Linked DNA regions of Mus musculus: region 1 is linked to region 2. Evidence: chromatin contacts called from public HiChIP or PLAC-seq data. All regions are on one chromosome and are shown on one strand. Each heading gives the region's core, a stretch centred on a gene start, on an enhancer-like site or on the middle of the called end of the contact. The rest is flanking DNA. Distances are from core to core; before and after follow the strand shown.

Region 1 (3,047 bases), core at 390-2,889, 59 kb before region 2:
AAACGCCTATATCCTTATTGCTTCTATAACTATCACCATCCCTATTTCAATATAGCTTTTGGCTCTCCCAACAAAAATTGTGTTTTAGTCCTCAATCATAACTAGCTATCTTGATTACGGTCAAATAGCTTTCTCCAGTTAAGGCCATCTGTTGGAGCCTGTGGCCAGCACAGGTCCCAGTTCCTAACTCACTCTACACTTACTTCTCTGCAGTTCCTTAATCATAGAATCATTACAGAAAGAAAAACCTCAAATAATCCAAACCCACTACTTCTCAAACTAAAAAAGCAACAACAGCAAAAAGCTAGACATGGTGGCATGCACCTTTAATCTTGAGGCAGAGGCCAGGAGTCTCTGTGAGTTCAAGGCCACCCTGGTCTAGATGGTTCCAGGTCAGTGGCTATACATAGTGAGATCCTGTATTAATGCCTCAGAGCCAGCACTGGTGAGGCAGAAATAGGCAGATCTCTGAGTTCAAGGCCAGCCCGGTCTACAGAGGGAGTTCCAGGACAACCAGGGCTACATAGAGACACCTTGACTTGAAGAAACAAACTCACAAGCAAGAGCAAAGAAACAAAACCAAAACACTTTAAGTCCACCAAAATTTTTAAGCCCAACTGAAAATACTTGTCTCAGCCTCCTGGGTGTCTGAATTCTAGTTGTGTATCACCACACCCAGTTTTCAAACTTTAGCTCGTTTACTGCATACGTAGTAAGATGTAGGAAGCTAACTTTATAGCATCATTGCAAACACACCTGAAACCTATTTTATAAATCCTTACTATGTGAACACAGCGGGGATTTCTATTGTAGACCAGTTGTCTGTATTTAGTTAGTTGCCATCCAACTAAACTGTCTTCACAGCCCAATAGTAAACTGGGACTCAGAGTTGGGTGGCATAATCCAACTCTGAACTTTCCGCTTACTGACGAAGACACTAGCTCAGTGGTGAACTAAGTTTCTCACCCACGGAAGTTTGCCCGTAAAATTCAAACTCTGGTCTGGTCTCACACCAGTGCGGTTTCTTCGTAAGACCTGTGCCGGGTGGGTCCCTCGCTCATTCACTCACACTTTGTACACAAACACAAGTGCAAAGCACCACCCCCAATTCCTGATCTTACATTCTCCTCCAAGTCAGCCCTCAAAGTCGCTGCTTGTCGGTGAGCGCGCCCTCGCAGCCGCTGCTTCATGGTCCCTCGGATCAATCCCCTCAGTCACTATCCATCGATCAGTCAGTCCCCGGGTAGTCACTGCTGCATACTTACTCGGTCATGGTCCCGTCGCAGCCTCTGCCTCGTGCTCTCCGAGGTCAGAGTCCCTCGCATTTACTGCTCCGGGGGTCACAGACCCCTCACAAGCGGCCACCCCTGGGTCACAGTCCTCTTGGCTGTCATTGTACCTCGGTCACAGTAGCCTCCTGCTTCACACTTTCCCTAGCTGTCACTGGCCCACTCTTCAGTCGCAGCCCCCTCACGCTCCCAGCCCGCCTTTGTCCTCGCAAAGCACCCACTACCCGGAGTTTCCTTACCTCAACTCCTCCAGGCTCCGGTCCCCCTCGGATCCCTTCCCCGCGCCGCGTCACCGACTAGCGAAGTCAAATGGGTTGCGGGGAGACGCCCGGGAAACATCTGACCGGACTGCGGACCGGAAGTCCCGCCTCCCGCCCGCCCTCTTGTCAATGCCACCTCCGCATTCCTGAAAACCACAACCTGACAGAGTAGTTCCGCTTCCAGAGGGGCCGGGCGCGTGGGGTGACTGAGCCGAAGCGCTGGAGGCAGGCGCGGGGTCGGCGGGCTCGGAATTCCGGATGTGTGGCGCCTCCTGCCGCCGGTCTCCCGGCGTCCCCTGCGCCCGCTGCCCCTCGCCTTCTCCGCAGGGCTGGGGCTCCGATGTCCGACCTCCCCGAGGACTTCGAGCCCGCCGGCTCGGTCAGGCGAGCTCGGGTCTGAGCTCATCCTCTGTCTGCCAGTTATTCGGACCTGGGTTGACTCATCAGAAAACGAGCCTAGAAATCGACCCGGGAAGTAGTGGAGCAGGAGTAGAGGCGAGGGCAAAAATGCACAGACAAGGAGGCTGTAGTCTAGGGAACGAACTTCCTACGGTGAGCTTTTGGGGGATTTTGTTTGGCCGAGTCCCCCCCCCCCACACACACACACACACAACACACTTCTAAGATTTTGTGTGTCCACGGAGGCCATAAATGGGGTGACATGTCTTGGAGCTAGAGTTAACGGGCCTTTGTGAATACCTGGGTGCTGGGACCTGAACTCTAGTGGGTTTTGTTTTTTTTGGTTTTTTGGTTTTTTGTTTTTTGTTTTTTGTTTTTTTTTTTTTCGTTTTTTCGAGACAGGGTTTCTCTGTGTAGCCCTGGCTGTCCTGGAACTCACTCTGTAGACCAGGCTGGCCTCGAACTCAGAAATCCACCTGCCTGTGCCTCCCCAGTGCTGGGATTAAAGGCGTGCACCACCACTGCCGGGCTAATTCTAGTCTTAATTGAACAGTAAGTGCTTTTAACTCTTAACCACTGAACTCTCTCTCCAGACTTTTTGAGGGGAATTAAAAGTAACTATCAGACATGGCCTTTACTGTTGCCGAGACTGGCCTGGACCTTACTATTTGTCCCATGCCGGCCTTGAATTTGCAGTGGACCTCCTGCCTCAGACTCTAGAGTGCGGTCATTAGCCGCCACACCCTGTGCAATTCTGTAGCTGTAAGGCAAGTGGGAAGAAAACTCTACAGGAGAAAGATGGGGGGGGTGGGGGTAGACTTTTATGTATTTGTTTGCATTTTTTACTTGAAGATAACTGAGAGGAAAGAGGATGGGTGAACTTGTGCATCTGCTGAGGTGCTTCTAAGGAGAAAAATGATTAAAAGCTAGCACACACACTTAAGTTCAAATAGGTATTTGGACTTGGCAGATAAAATGCCCCCAAAAAAGGACTTCGTAGCTGGAGGAGACACCAAGGGCCTCTCTGGGGAAGATGGGCATCACAAAGGTAGTAGTTTAGACTGTAGCTAACATAGAAACCTAGGAATCTTTTTATGGT
Region 2 (2,861 bases), core at 11-2,510:
TATCATACATTGACTTAAAACATATGATTAAAGTTAATTTCCCTTTTCCCTTGAATTTTTTTCAGATGGTACTTCTAGAGAAATGTCAACTGTGTGGCTTAAACTATGTTTCTACTGAGCTGTGGAGCTGTAGATAGTCTTGTCAAGGTGCTCCTGAAGTATGATTGAACTCACTTTTTCCAGTTTATAGCCCCATTCTGCCTCTACAACATCCTATACTATAAAAACAAATACTAAGAAAGCTTTAATTAACTGTTGTTCTCACCTGCCAGAAAATGAAATGTTCCCGGATAATATTCTTCACAGCTTCATTGCTCCATACATCACGGTTGAGGCACTGGCATGCAAAGTCTTGTACATTTTGAATGTTTATCATCAGCCACTTATTCTGCATCTGGCCACACTCTTTGGCCTGTAAGAGTAAAATTTCCATATAGACACTTAGCACACTTTTAAAAATGACACTGAGGACTCATCAGTTCTCTGTGCAGAGCACAGTGGTTAATACATAAATTCACAATTGGCCAAAGTGAGGAGACAAGCATCAGTGGCGTGCTCAGGCACACATGGGACATCTAGAGTACTGTCCCTCCTAGCGCTAGGCTTAGGGACCATCATGAAAGAGAGAGTTAAAGTTTTAAGAGCCAGACATTGGAGAGGACCAGACTACAACATTTATCTTCCGGACCATGACAGGACAACATTCTAGCCTGGGGTATGAAGGAAAAGATATGAGTCCCCAACTGAGGAGCTACTGACAGATGATGGCTGCTGGGGCAGGGAGAACCAATTCTATCATCCCTGGTAGAGTGACCATGCTCCAGTGGATGTCCTCTGGACCATCAGGGTAAGAATAGCACATACTGGACTTGATGGTTGTTGACAAGGCAGAGACAGGGGCTACAAAAGTTAAGAGGAATGCCCAGGTTGAGTGTGAATCTGTGTGTTAGAGAAATAGGGGATAAATATGATAAAAATATATTGTAACAAATTCTAAGAGGGTACACACCTTAAACGCACTGTGTAGGCAGAGACATGTAATACATACTGAGTTCCAGGGCTACAAAGAGAAACCTTGTCTCACATCCTGCTGTCTCCCCCAAAAGAAATTATCAATGATTAGTAAGGATAGTTTTAAAAATATCTAGAGGCTGGGCTGCAGTCTAGAAGTTAAAAAGTAGTTGATGCTCTCATGGAGAAATGGAATTTGGTTCCTACAACCTATGTCCAATAGCTCACAGCTCAAGGAAATCTGATGCCCTCTGCTGGCCCCCGGGGCAACTTCTATTGCATGTTTATTTATACACACATATGCAAGTAAATAATACAACTTTTAAAATGATATCTAGAATTTTTGGTATTATACAGTACGATTTTACACGTTTAATTCTTGTGGTGGCTGTCAACTTGACTGGTTTAGGAGAAATACAGGACTGGTGAAACGTTCCTGTCTCTTTGCTGTACTTCAGAAAGCACAGATCTGTGGCACATGAGTAGGAAAAAAAGGCCCACTCTGAAGTTAGCCAGCACCAGCCACTAGATGGATGGGAATTGGAGGAAGAAGTGTATATATGTCCATAAGCCCATTTCTTTCTCCATGTACACATGTGGTCATTGGATCATTAGACTCCAGCTCCCTAGTAAGCCTTCAGCACCAGAGTGGAATAGCTGAGACATAGCTTCTTGGATTGAGCAGCTGCTGTGTTCTGTTTCTCTAGTATACAGATAGCTATTGTTGAACCACCAACTTTTACCATTAAGCTAACCTAAGAAGTCGTCACACACCCCCTCCCAGCCAATAACATGCACGATAGTCTAATGACTCTGCCCCTTTAGAAACTTCAGTTAGTACATAAAGCAGAGAAGAGAATCTAAGAATCTTGGCTTCTAGCTAGCTGCTTGTGCCCCACCTATGAAACTGTGCTGCCCATTTTCTGCAATAGTCTTCCCCCTCAACAAACCTTCCCTAGAAATGTCAAATATATTGAAGGTATAATAGTTTTAATTTTTATCAAGTTTGTTTGTTTTTAAAGATTTATATGTTTGAGTGTATATATGTACGTGCCTCCTGGCTTTGGGGACCAGAAGGAAGCATCATATCCCTTGGGACTGCAGTTAAAAGCCACCATGTGGGTGCTGGGAACTGAACCTGGGTCTTCTGCAAGAGCAACAAATAATCTTAATTGCTAAGCCATATCTCTAGCCCTTGTTGTTTTCTTGATGACAGATATTCTCACTATGGTGATACAATCAACTACACCTGCCCTTTTTGGGGTTATCTTTTTGTGTACTGTATAAAGACTGTTTTTTATTATACAAATGCTAATTTCTGGCTACATCATATTTTATAAATACCCCCTATATCATCCTCTGATTGGTTTAATAAAATGCTGATAGCCTATAGCAAAGAAGGAGAGAATAGGTGGGACTTCCAGCAGACAGGAACTATGGGAGTCAGACACAGAGGAAGAAGCACACAGGGACTAAAAGACAGGTAACTAATGAGCCATGTGGCAGAACACAGATTAACATATATGGGTTAATTTAAGTTATAACAGCTAGTTGGAAAGAGGCCTACACAAAAACCTTAAGCATTAATAATTAATAAATATAAGTCTTCCTGTCTTTATTCAGAGGTGGAGGACACAGAAAACCCCTAACAGTTACAAGTCCCAGGAAGTTTTCCTCTGCCTTTAGGAAAGCTAAAGCCAGGAAGACCAGGGGAGAATGTATTCTGCAATTAGATACACATACATGTACTTCCAACATTCCCATTACAGGTCTGAAACAACAAATAGCAAATATGCACAAATTTAATGCACTGCCACACTGAGACCAAACTTTTATAATGTCAGGCATGA

The links. HiChIP or PLAC-seq counts read pairs in DNA pulled down with a chosen protein or histone mark.
Region 1: an H3K4me3 HiChIP or PLAC-seq map of bone marrow-derived macrophages shows a contact between it and region 2, with 2.7 times the contacts expected there. The contact joins the promoter of Pcyt1a here to the enhancer-like site in region 2. A contact is called at or near these places in 9 of 39 promoter capture datasets (the 3T3-L1 cell line, the HPC-7 cell line, HPC-7-derived erythroid cells and 4 more), 2 of 15 datasets of contacts at CTCF or cohesin (CD8 T cells and the G1E-ER4 cell line), 16 of 484 Hi-C or Micro-C datasets (CD8 T cells, the CH12 cell line, ECoMG myeloid progenitors and 11 more), 10 of 115 datasets of contacts at active chromatin or transcription factors (CD8 T cells, the HPC-7 cell line, bone marrow-derived macrophages and 5 more) and 4 of 9 other capture datasets (adipose tissue, liver, macrophages and 1 more).

Annotation. Positions count from the first base shown.
Region 1 is chr16:32,429,513-32,432,559 of GRCm38.p6, reverse strand. It overlaps Pcyt1a (phosphate cytidylyltransferase 1, choline, alpha isoform), which reads right to left and starts at 1,639. Exons shown (of 9, transcript NM_009981.4): 1 at 1,529-1,639.
Region 2 is chr16:32,369,945-32,372,805 of GRCm38.p6, reverse strand. It overlaps Ubxn7 (UBX domain protein 7), which reads right to left. Exons shown (of 11, transcript NM_177633.4): 6 at 266-412. Among named protein-coding and RNA genes, the nearest start is that of Tm4sf19, 29 kb to the left of the region's middle. Within about 2 kb of position 1,260, at least 2 of the 459 cell types and tissues checked have an H3K27ac peak or open chromatin away from gene starts, as enhancers often do. A contact at or near this core is called in bone marrow-derived macrophages, where this site is marked.